Linked DNA regions of Mus musculus: region 2 is linked to region 1. Evidence: chromatin contacts called from public HiChIP or PLAC-seq data. All regions are on one chromosome and are shown on one strand. Each heading gives the region's core, a stretch centred on a gene start, on an enhancer-like site or on the middle of the called end of the contact. The rest is flanking DNA. Distances are from core to core; before and after follow the strand shown. Region 1 overlaps Fryl (FRY like transcription coactivator). Region 2 overlaps Fryl (FRY like transcription coactivator).

Region 1 (6,496 bases), core at 414-2,913:
CGATCCAGTGTAGGGAACCCCTCAAGGCGTGGCCAGAGGTTTGCACCCTGTGTGATTGATGCTAGGGCCTATGAAGTTAGCAAGCCACATTCACCATCACACAGCTATTCCTGATAGTAACTGGTATTTAGTGGTGTTTGTGAATAACTAAGTTCTTTTTAAATATAAAAGTGGATAGAACTTTTTAAGTATTTAAAATTATAAAGTTATTATACATGTTTCCTAATTAGTGAGGTCAGTTACTAGCCCTCATCTTCCTGAATGGTCTCCGTCCTTTCCGTTGTTTATGGATGGTAGCTAGCTGCTAGGTCTGTGTGTGTATTTGCTTGTGCCCCTCCTTTTTTTAAAGATTTATCTATCTATCTATCTATCTATCTATCTATCTATCTATCTATCTATTTATTTATTATATGTAAGTACACTGTAGCTGTCTTCAGACACACCAGAAAAGGGCATCAGATCTCATTACAGATGGTTGTGAGCCTTCATGTGGTTGCTGGGATTTGAACTCAGGACCTCTGGAAGAGCAGTCAGTTCTCTTAACCACTGAGCCATCTCTCCAGCTTGTGCCCCCTTTTTTTATTGGACCTTAGAACTGTGCTCCCGCCTTCTGTAACATTTTTGTAAAATGGATCTTTCTACCCCACATGATACGCTTCTTATTCTGTTTTCTGTTTGTTGTGATACATTTTTCAGGGGGGAAAGAAAACCCAAAATCGATTTGTTTAGAACCTGCATTGCTGCAATTCCAAGGTTGATTCCCGATGGTATGAGCAGAACGGACCTCATTGAGCTGTTAGCAAGGTGAGTGGCATTATTCCTGACTCTCTGTGGTCACAGCAGGCACAGCTTCGAGCCATCTGATTTGCTCTCTTCGTTCTCATCTTTTATTAACCCCCTCTCAAATTTTTAACTTCTAACTTCCTCCCAAGTCCCCCTCTCAGCCCCATTTCCCAGTTCACTGTCAGTTCACTGGGTTTACGTGACAAACATCCCTTACGTGGTGCTCAGTGAGGTTTCAGCATCCTGAGTAGTGACCACGGCCCAGTTAGCTTTTTCTGCTGCAGGAGAGCCCGGTGCCTCCAAGCGTTTTCTCCTCTTCTTCCTCCATTAGCTCTATAAAGTAGATAAATACCATGGCAACCACACTTAAGTGAAGTCTCCCAGCCTAATTCTAAGCCTGCTGAGGCTCTGCTGTGTGGGTGCCCCTGGGGACCATGCAGTTAGGGGGTCAGCTTCTCCATGGAAGACCAGACAGTAAATATTTCGTGGTTTTGCTGATTGTGCTATAATCCGGAGGTTCTCAACCTTTGGGGGTACCGGGTGTCGAAAAACCCTTTCACAGGGGTGACCTGAGACCATCAGAAAACACAGGTATTTACATTACAATTCATAACTAGCATAATCACACTTTGTGAAGTGGCAGTGGTTGGGGGGTCGCTACCATATGAGGAGCTGTATTAAAGGGTAATAATAGTATTAAGAAGGTTGAGACCCACTGCCTCAGTGTGTGTCATGTCTGCATTCCCACTGTGGCATTACAGAAGCAGCCAGACCATATTGCAGGACTGAACATGACTGGGCATCTGCCTGGAGCCTGCCCAGAGCCACAGTTGGCCAGCCACACCCTAGTGGAAAACCAAACACAGTGACTGGTTTGTTTGCTGGTTGCTGGGCAGTCACCATCTTGTGTAAATAGTGACCAGATTGCTGCAGCACTGTGGCTCGTTCCAGCCCTGGGCGAGAACACCTGGCACTTCCCAGACAGCCTTGCGCCTCCCTCAGGTGCTGGGACCCCGGAGACGGTGGCATTTGTCTCCCGACTATGAGGAGTCGAGGGGCTCGCTTGAAACTACTTTCCATAACTTCTCTCTCTCCCCACTCAGCCTCTTTATTGCTGGTTTGTGGCACTGAGTTGAACCTAAAGGTTTGTGCATGTTAGGCAAGGACTCCTCCATAGCTGCGGATCCTGCTGCATTATGTATAGGCACACGTGTATGCTTCATTTTGAAATAAGGTCTCACTATGCTCTCAAGGTCGACCTTGATTTCCCTCTGTATGCCAGGCAGGCCTGAACCTGGGAATCCTCCTGCCTCAGTCTCTTAAGTACCTGCAGTTTGATGTTTGTGCTAAAAGGCTCAGCTCTCGCTTAATTTTTTTTTAATTAAAAAAGAAACTTTAATTTCTTCTTACCATATGTGCATGTGTATGATGGGTGGGGGACACATGCCATGGCACAAGTGTAAAGTTCAGAGGTCGTCTTTGGATTGGAGTTGGTCCTTTACCTTTACCTTGTGTGGGCTCCCAGCGCTCAAGAGTCAGAGGCAGGAAGAATTGAGAATTGGAGGGGAGACTGTGTTATATACTGAGACCTCCGTCTCCAAAATACAATAGATAAAATATAAACAGTGCAGAATTAGAAAACTGGCATCCTACTAGGAACCTGAAGTGCTAACCCACAGTGTTCGTCCTTACAGCAGTGAGCAGCTACTGTCAAATCCATCCTCACTGGTCCCACCTCAGCCTCCCTTGACCTACATCTTTCCGGAAGATGATCCTGCAAGATAAATTTCTGACATCACCCCTCTCACCTCCCCCAGGAATGAAGCCACACCTGACAGGCTCAAGGCGAGGGATGCTGGGGCTGGAAGGAGCCAGCCTCGGAGCAGTGAATGGCAGTTTAATTGCTACCTCCTTTCCCTCCTCTCCCTGCAGCTGCCATCTTAAATTAATTTACTTCCATGGCCAGAAAGAATCTAGAATATGTTGGTTTGGAATTACAGTGTCTAACTCTTCCTTACTCAAAAGTAAGGGAAGCCAGATAGCAGACAACCACACAAGGCGTGTTGTAAATTTAGAAACCTCTATAAAGGGAAAAATAATCCCTTGAATTTAATTAGCAAGGTCCCATTGTTCTCTCCCCTGCACAAGGCACGTATGTCCTGAGTCACACCGATTTGGCGCGAGCTATCTAGACAGTCATGGGTTTAAATAAAGGCAGTGTAAATAACTAGTGTTATTTGCTCCTAAAACCTATGCCGCACTACAACGGATGTCTCTTTAGTTTCTGTCAGTTGAAGGCTGGCTTATAGTGAAGACCAGAGCTGAGATAAACTGTGATACCTCACTTCTTAGCCACATACCATCCCCCTTGCTCATCATAACTTCGCGGACCTGGTGGGCTGTTGACACATTTTATTTTCAAGGCATAGCCCTTTTTTCTTATATTACTCCCATTCCTACCCTTAGGAATGACTTCTTTTGACTCCGTCTTGATATTGCCTTTGTAATGAGCTATTTATATTCCGTCTACAACCTTAAATGCCTTTAAGAAATGGTTGACATTAGTCATGACCTCTTCCGTAACTAAATAAGTGTAAGTTGATATTAAGATCCCGTGTGGTTGGACATATTTTTATATTGATTATTGGAGAGCACTATAAAGTGTGTTAAGGACTGAAGGAATTTGCAGTGGATTTCTGATACCATCTGTATTCCCAATCAAAAGCCTATCAATTAAATTCAAGACTTACTTTCCTGAGCGTTACCCATGGAATTTAAACTATAGACCAGTACAGACAGGGGCTCATAGCAGTGCAGAGTGAGCCTGGGCGCCTGTCTTCATATGCTCCCAGAGCACGCAAAGGGACAGATCAAGTATCTTAGTTTTCAGTTTTAGGAGAGACAGATGTTGGGGTTTCTTACTTTTAAGTGTTAGGTGACGGCAGGCACTGTGTTTCACCCTGCTACCCACTCACGGGCTTGTGTGGAATTGTGTCTTGGACAGGCTCACAATCCACATGGATGAAGAACTGCGGGCGCTGGCCTTCAACACCCTGCAGGCTCTGATGCTTGATTTCCCAGACTGGCGCGAGGATGTGCTTTCAGGCTTTGTATATTTTATCGTTCGTGAAGTGACTGATGTCCACCCCACCCTTCTTGATAACGCTGTAAAGATGTTGGTACAATTAATAAATCAATGGAAACAGGCAGCTCAGATGTACAACAGGACCCAGGACTCCCAGGTACCAAGTGCTCTCCCACTGTATTGCCTTGGGACTGATCGGTAGTAAGTGACGGATTGTGAAGTTAACTGACACACGCTGGCTCTCGTTGTTATTAGTTGGAATGGCCTTCTTTTGATGATAATCCCTTGTGCTGGGCTTTCTCCTCATTCATGTATTGGATACCAAGCGTTTGGGTCCGGCCTTTAGCCTTCTTCGTTTGGTATCACGTTAACGTTTTATCGAGCGCCGGAATCATAGAATTAATTCTTACAGTAAGGCGTTTCCAGCATTTCAAAGTTTATACCTGAAACCTTTGGTAGTGTGTCATTTGGATTGATGGCTTTTGCAAAGGCTCCAGTTTCTTGAGCGCACAGATCTGTGCTTCTTTACCATATAAGGGTTGGGGGTTTTTTGTTTATTTGTTTGTTTGTTTCAAGACAGGGTTTCTTTGTGTTGCCTTGGTTGTCCTAGAACTCATTCTGTAGACCAGGTTGGCCTTGAACTTTAGATTCACCTGCCTCTACCTCCCAAGTGCTGGGACTAAAGGCATGGGCCACCACGGCCAGGCTCCATTGGAACACTATTCTCAGCATACTCTGATTTCTTTTGTGATCTGATAACGGATCAGTTGCGCTTTGAGCCTCACTCCCCCTACAAGGGCTCTACCCCCGAGATGCACACCAAAACCTGCTTTTACATTTTATTTTGAGACTCACAAAGTTACTGCCCAAGCTGGCTTTGAACTCATTCTGTCTCCTACACTGGTCTGAAACTTGAGACCTTCCTGCTTCAGCCTCCTGAGTTGCCGAGATGGCAGTCCACACCATCACACCCAGGCCACACTATTACATTTTAAATAAAGTAAATGCCGTTTAGTCACTTGAGTGGAGGCAGGCCTGTTACCATAATGCTTGTAATTTGCCTTACTGGTTACTGTTCCCTTTGCAAATCCACACATTTTTAAAACTCTATCTGTCTTAACTTGCATTGATTTTTCAAGCACGGCATTGCTAATGGAGGCCCTCACCCCCCTCCTCTGGAAAGGAACCCATATTCCACTGTGTTCCATGTGGTCGAAGGCTTTGCCCTGGTCATCCTCTGTAGCAGTCGGCCTGCCACGAGAAGACTGGCAGTCAGCGTCCTTCGAGAGATACGGGCTTTATTTGCACTTTTGGAGGTACCTAAGGTAAGGGCTAGGCATCTCGGGGAGTCATCTCTTGAAGTGCGGGCATACTTCACTTTGTGGCTGCCTGCTGGAGTGGGCCTGATGCAAACCCCAGCCTGCCCACCTGCCCCTCCCCCCTCCACCAGACCCTGTTCCCCAACTCTTCACAAGAAAAGAGCTCGTGCTCACATCCTATTCAGCTTCACTTCCCTTTGCTTATGTTTCTTACGCATTCCTCATTTGTTTAGATGTGGGGTTGGTCTCCTTTTTACAGGGTGATGATGAGTTAGCCATAGATGTGATGGACAGACTGAGCCCATCCATTCTGGAGAGCTTCATCCACCTCACGGGGGCCGATCAGGTAACTGGGGAATTTCCTCTCCATCTTATCTTGGGACTTAAGGCAGGCGAATACACACCCACGTCTGTGCGTATGCGGAAATGTGTCTCCTTAACAAACGCAACGAGTCATAAAGTATTTCTGAAGCATCCGAAGAGTTTTAAAGTGCATGTGCTGACGCCATGGCTAGTTCTTATTGCCATTAAAAAATAAGTTGGTCTTGGTAAATTTTTAGTCTTTCCCTAAGACATTTCCCTTAAATGTGATGTCACCCGACTGTGACCTGATGCTTACTGGTTATGCAAAGTCATGCAAAGAAATACTCTTTAAATCAAGGGGCTTGGGGAGGGAAATCTTGGATTTCTTTGCTTTATTCAGTGAATATTTTCATTTGCTTTTTGAAGTTAAATAGTATGATAACACGTAGAGAAACATTTTGTCAGCAAACACATTACAAAAAAAAAAAATGATGGTATAAATTTCTTTATTTCTCCTCTCCGTCTTCTTCTATCCTTTCTATCTCCTCGGTTTGGAATAGAATCCAGGGACATATCCAGCGTAAGGCATGCAAACTTCTTTTAGTTTTATGGAGTGTGGGTGGGAAGGGGAGGGGAGTCAGGAGTCCGAGGTTGGAACGGGACCAACGGTGACAGTCACGGCTTGGATGGTTAATTCTCCCATTTTGGATTATGTGGATGAAAGAGTTATTTATTTCTGCCCAACACCTGGTTCTTATAACTCATTTGTTCTACACAACATAAAGCAGATAATAATAAAGTTTTATAAGCCTAATACATGATTTAAAATGCACACAGTTAAAAGAATCGTGGTTTAGGTCACTATCTATGTATTATGGTAACAAATAGAATAATAAGTGGCTTATTTTTGGTTTGGTTTGGTTTTTTTGAGACAGAATTTCCTCTGTGTAGCCCTGGCTGTCCTGGAACTCACTTTGTAGACCAGGCTGGCCTCGAACTCAGAAAT
Region 2 (6,200 bases), core at 2,113-4,612, 79 kb before region 1:
AACATGTTACTACTGAGCTGTATTTTCTGCCCCCTGGTTTTTATTTTGAGACAAGTCTTCCTACATTGTCTAGACTAGTCTTGAACTCACTGGGTAGCTCAGGCAAGCCTTGAATGTTGGATCCCCCTGCCTCAGCCTCTAGTCGCTTGACCTCAGGCACTCACCAGCAGATTGATCAACACTGACTTTTTATAATCAACTCCGAGCAGGGGCAGTGATAGGTTGAATAGAACAAATATCAGCATTTAGGATAGAAGAGATGTGTGAACACTTAGCACAAAGTGAGACCTTGACTTCAAAAAAGGAGAGCGGGAGGACAGGATGGACAGAGAGGGCATTACTTCTTGGGTGTGTTCTGGAGTTGAGAATCTAATAGTTGTTTAATAAGTACTCGTTAGATGTGTGAATATTACTGATCTTTGTTTCCATGATTATAGAAAGTTAGCAAAAATGATGCATTGCTCAATGAATGGTGGTAAAAGTTATTTGAAAAACCTTTGGGCTTTTGATTTGAAGGTAGATGAATCCCTTGAATGTATCCTTAGAGCACTGTATCAGAACACATTTTCTAGGACTGTGTACCTCCTTCTTTGTTTACACATAGTTCCAGAGTGATGTACGGCTTCGTGGAAGCCCTCTGGAGCTTGGGTCACAGGGTGTTTTTGCTTCCTCCTTTGTCTACACCGTGTTGTCCTCCAAATAGCCATTGTCAAACAACTGTGTGAGTCAGAAGTTAGTTAGACCGTGTTCCATCTATAATTTCTCTTGGCTGCTTCCCCAGCCTGGTCACTCTGTGAGGAGAAGCTTCATTTGAGACTGTCTCCCCAGGCTGTGCACAGGTGCATAGGTACAGAGTGGGAACGAACACTTAACTGCAGGTAGCATTTGGTAAGGATCTTTATTTCAAGGATTTACAGGAAGCGCACTTGAAGTAAAGATGGGTTCATTTGCCGTCAGTTCCACTGCTATGGCTGGCCTGAGTCACATGGCTAACACTGAGCCAGTGGAGACTGCTGTGGTGATTCCGGCGGTTAAAATATTGTCATGTGCCGTGTAAGGATGTTGTGGTCAGTGATGGACACATGTAGTGGTAGTGGTTGTATAAGACTGATCACTTATAAGTCACTTTTATTTCCTTAGATGAAGGAATAAGATGAGAGCCAAACCCAAGCTGTGTGAATCCAGGGCTTGGGACTAGTCCCGGGCATTTCCTTCTCTGTTCCCACTATCCCCAGGCCTAGGTCTGGAAGCTTCTAGCTTCTCATTTGCCAAGCTGGCTGATGCAACCCAGCTGCTCTTGGTTTCTGACTGAATTGTTCTTTCTAGCCTCATACCAACTTTGCTAATGTGTTCTAATCTTCTAGCTCCTTCTCATTCCCTGGCTTGTTCTGTCTTCATCTGTGTCTAGCTTATTTTCTCTGTAACCTGTGTCTGTAAAGCTGTCCTGGTAAAACTGTCCCCACCACCCACCACAGCACATACCCTTTTTGTTCTCTCGATACTCTTTTTTTTTTTATTTTAAAGATTTATTTATTATTATATGTAAGTACACTGTAGCTGTCTTCAGATTCCAGAAGATCTCGTTACAGATGGCTGTGAGCCACCATGTGGTTGCTGGGATTTGAACTCAGGACCTTTGGAAGAGCAGTCTGGCTCGTAACCACTGAGCCACCTCTCCAGCGCCCCCTCTCGATACTCTTAAGTAGCCTCCCTTCCCCTGCTGTTCTTGTGAGTTGGGCATATCTTGTCTCTGACTCAGTCTGTCAAATCTTTCTCTGATTTGTCACTTTGTCTGCCCCTCAATTAGATGTCACTTTCAAACGTGGCTGCTTCCTTCTAGAAAGTAACCTTACCTTTATTTTTAGGGATTAAAGGCCTGTGTGCGCTAAGGGCGTGCCTGTATTCCAGTCAGATTATACTATAATCCAGGATGTGTCACATTCTGGCTGGATCATATCTTTGGATGGGATCCCTTGAAGGAACACCCACATAGCTGGATTAAATTTCCTCTACAGTCACTGAATGATGTCCTAGCCATCCTGGTTTACGGTAAATACTTTCAGTGATGTTTACAGAGGGGCAAAATTGCCTGCCACCAGGTTTCTCTGACTCTACACCCCGCTGTAGAGCAATATTAAGCAATGTGTGTCTGTGTTCCTTGTATCCAGGTGTTTAACCATTATTCCAGGTCTCTTTCCTTACTTGCTTCTAATACTTTAGTCCTAATCCACTCAGGACCCTCTGAATTGGTCCGGATTTCATTAGCTAGAAGGGGTACTGCCTACCTTCCTGGTCAGTGGTTTATGTAAGAAGCAAAAGGGGAAAGAATTATATAATCTAAGGTTAATTTAAGTGGAATAAGAGAAATATGCATATGAGTGCTTAGTTAAGCACCTCTGAAATAATATAATCTATATAGCTTAGATTTAAAAGTCATACCAACATGAATAAGACAATAAAAACAGAGACTGGTTAGAATCTGTGGGGTCAGCAGATTTACTTAGGGGTAGATATTTGAGTGACAGATATCACTGTCAGACAGGACAAACACATACCACCAGAGCAGAAAACTAAGCAAAATACGCTAAAATAAATAAATTTATTTATTTTAGAATTAGAATCCATATGCTCGCCTTAGACAGACGTGGTTCAAAACTAGGTTGTGGTGAGTAAAGCTGAAAACATAAAAGACTAGACCAGTCTCCAGTGTGCTATGAAGAGAATTCAGGGAACAAGGCATGTCCCAGAAGCTACCTGGGCGCAGGTACAGACTGGGTTTGTGCCTTCGGGTTGAAGGGCTACACTTGGTGGTTACAGCCTCAGTGGGGTGTGGGACTCTCCAGTGCGATGCCTCCAGGCCATTCCCCTGACCTCACTCCTCTGCCTGCTTGTTTCTGTTAGTCTATTTAACATAAAAATATTAGCTCTTGGAGGATTGTATTGACCTGGCTTTATGTGAGGAAACTTCAGAGCTCAGGTCTATACCATGTGGTCGGGAAGCATCCGGTGAGGGCTGGTTGAGGAACTGGAGGCTGCTGTCCTAGGCGCCTGTCTTGTATGTGCCAAAGCAGAGCAGGCGCCTGAAGCGGTACTTAGCCCACTGATTTTTCCTCCTAGCCAGAGAACATTGCTCAGAGAGTACTGGTTCCTGAGCAATGGTAGCCTTCTATTAGTTCCAACGTCACAGAAACAAAACGATCCTAAAAGGCAGAGGAAGAGAGAATCTTGCATCTAGCAAGTGCAGATCTACAATAACAAACTTTATCTATGAAAGCCTAGAGAGTAAGTCTCTCAGGTCTTGTAAGCTGTGTGTCTCTATTATCAATACCCAACCTAAGCTATGGGCCAGGGCAGCCACAGATGACTCATGAGTGATGACTGTATGAGACATATCCCGGTGTGACTTTGTTTACAGAAACACAACAGGCTTGCCCTAGGAACCAAAGTTTTCTAATAGTTAAAATATAATAGAGAAAAGAATATTGCTGAGGTCAGGGAACAGACCTAACCTCGCAATGGACGCCGGAGGCTTTGAAGCAATATAGCATTATATTTCCTTGTATTTTATTATTTTATGTAACCCTTGCGAGAGTGGTTTTTTTTTTCTTTTTTTTTTTTGTCTGTAGCAGGATACCAGTTCGATATCAGTTACCTCATATTAAACTTCAGAGACTATGATAAGTGATCGTAAAGTCTCTCAAAATTAAAATCAAAACAAGACAAAACAAAACAGACCCCTGCGATCCTGTGGCAGTGTGAGCAAGGCCAGACGGTATATTCTTTAAAGATAACATCTGTTGTCTCATCTCATTCCCTCTCTGCCCCCAGTGCCCATGTGAAGTTCTGTTATTGTCAACCAAGCCGGTCAGGGTCCATCTCACAATGGAACCCTTTGTCTACCAGGCGGGAGTTAGGCTTCCACCCTCCCCGTCCTGCTGTTTATGTGGATAGAATCCACCACGCTATCATTTTTCAGTCATAAAGTTTATTGAACCCGATCTGGTTCTGCGTCCTGTGTTAAAAATATCTATGCTGGGAGTGGAGGTATGAACTGTGATACCAGCAAGTGGGAGGTGACTTGGGGCATAGGAGTCCACAGCAAACTCAAGACTAGCCTGGGCTACATGAGACCCAATCTCAAGAAAAGAGCAAAGAAGAAAAAGGAGAGGGGAAGGGAAGAAAGGGTTCATTATAAAGGGAAGTTAATCTCAGACGAAGGTGATTTGGTTCTAAAAATTAGAATCCATATGCTCGCCTTAGACAGTTTATTTTTCTAGATTCTGCATCTATTAAATTAAGCACGTCGTTGTCGATTGATTTAAATTGCTAAGCAATACAGGTGTAGATTATTCATAGTTGCCTGCTCCAATTTCTTCCTGTTCTTTCATGTAGCCCTTTGATGGGTTTTCTGCTTTTCGGAAGTAATTTAAGCTCAGGCTGGTCATACAGTCTCTTACACTGTGTGTGGAGGAAGTACTAGTTAGAACATATTTCCAGCTCCCTTGATGAAGAAACCTGTTAAAAATTCTCATTATTCTTAGTCTTCTCAAATTCCCCATTCTATTTTAAAATCGAGTTAAAAGAAAGTTAACCTTGGGCTGGAGAATGGCTCAGCTGTTACTATCATTTCCTGTATTTGCAGGGGATCTGAGTTTAGCACCCACATCAGGTGTCTCATAGCTGCCTATATCTCCAACCCTAGGGATGTCAGATCCCCTCTTCTGGTCTCTGTTGACAGACAGACAGACAGACAGACAGACAGACACACACACACACACATGCAAATAAAAATAAAAACCTTTAGAAACAAAGTGACTATAAACACACTTTAAAATAGTTCTTTTTGAATATACTTGTCTGTATTGTGTGTGTGTGTGTGTGTGTGTGTGTGTGTATGCACGTACACAGGAATTTTTGCACGTATATACAGAGGCTAGATGTGACTGTCAGGTATCTTTCTAACATCTCAGGGGAACTCAGGGGAACTGGAGTGTACTGCTTGGCCAGCAAGCCCTGGTGACTTTCCTGTCCGCCTTCCCAGTCCTGTGATTACAGGCATCCGACTTATTTTCAGGTGCTGGGGTTTGAACTCGGGTCCTCATGCTCACACAGCAGGCACATGGACTGAGCCATCTCCCTAGCTCCTTTAAAGTCTCACACTTCAGTGTGCTTAGTTAAGACTTACACAGGAGCCACTTCCATACCTATAGTCAGTCCCAGCACTCTGGAAATAGAGACAGGAGGACCACAAGCTCCAGGCCAGTCCAGACAGTATAACAATATGGTGTCTCAGAATACAACAAGAGTTAAAACAAATCACTCAGGGAATCCGACTGAAAAGCGAATTCTGACTTTAGAAGATTGAAAATAGGGCTTTAAAGAGTATTACATTTTTGAAGTTAGTCTCTTTCAAACACAGTGCCTTGTGGTTCATGTTAGTCCAGCATGTTTTGGGCCAGCCCACTCCGTGGCTCTGACTAGTCTCTGTCCTTTCTTTCTTCCTGATCCTGAATCCTGATCCTTTGCTTCTTCGGTGTGAGGTTTTTTTGTTTGCTTTTGTTTCTATTTTGTTCATCAGTTTTTCCCTTTTCCAATGGAATATTTGTCCTTGCCCGGAAGGACTGGCTAGCTGCAGTGCAGGCCTGCATCTCTGCTCCGTGTATGCATGGGGCACACAGGTGAAAGTTCACTAGGGCTACTAATTCTTTCATCGGGGCAATCCACATATATGTTACTTGTTATATAAATATACGTAGGGTAACAGTTCTTTAAAAATATAAATTTTAAAGCCTGGATCCCTACTAATGTGTTCACACCCTGTTCTTCAGGTAGGTGGGATTCAGCTGAGGGCTTCTGGGATCCTGAGAATGAATTTACGTGAATGATGAGCAGAAAGAACAGACTTTGGTTTCATTCAGAAATGACGTCTTAGCCTCCTGCCAAAAGATGTCGAATTGGTATGGTTTGCAAGGGCAAAGAAGAAGGTCTGATTACAGGGTCTGGACTTTTCCTTTCAGAGCAGAGGAAGCTTGCTCTTTTTTTTTTTTTTTTTTTTTTTTTTTTTTTGGCAAAAGATTAAAAAAAGAACTGAAAGGGAAAGCTCGGAACAAGTTCAGCTATTAATAAACAGCCCCGCCAGGAGCACAGCAGCGATTGTACCTCGTGGTACCCATGAGAAGTGTCATTGTCGCTCCATACCT

What was found. HiChIP or PLAC-seq counts read pairs in DNA pulled down with a chosen protein or histone mark.
Region 2: a contact with region 1 is called in an HNF4G HiChIP or PLAC-seq map of pancreatic cancer cells. The contact joins two enhancer-like sites. A contact is called at or near these places in 1 of 484 Hi-C or Micro-C datasets (embryonic stem cells), 3 of 115 datasets of contacts at active chromatin or transcription factors (embryonic stem cells, fetal liver and pancreatic cancer cells) and 3 of 9 other capture datasets (adipose tissue, embryonic stem cells and pancreatic islet).

What each region holds. Positions count from the first base shown.
Region 1 is chr5:73,098,983-73,105,478 of GRCm38.p6, reverse strand. Fryl (FRY like transcription coactivator) reads left to right here. Exons shown (of 63, transcript NM_028194.2): 19 at 697-804; 20 at 3,788-4,025; 21 at 5,008-5,193; 22 at 5,447-5,533. Among named protein-coding and RNA genes, the nearest start is that of 1700071G01Rik, 55 kb to the left of the region's middle. Within about 2 kb of position 1,663, at least 33 of the 459 cell types and tissues checked have an H3K27ac peak or open chromatin away from gene starts, as enhancers often do. A contact at or near this core is called in pancreatic cancer cells, where this site is marked.
Region 2 is chr5:73,180,068-73,186,267 of GRCm38.p6, reverse strand. All of the region lies in intron 3 of Fryl (FRY like transcription coactivator), which reads left to right. Among named protein-coding and RNA genes, the nearest start is that of 1700071G01Rik, 26 kb to the right of the region's middle. Within about 2 kb of position 3,362, at least 62 of the 459 cell types and tissues checked have an H3K27ac peak or open chromatin away from gene starts, as enhancers often do. A contact at or near this core is called in pancreatic cancer cells, where this site is marked.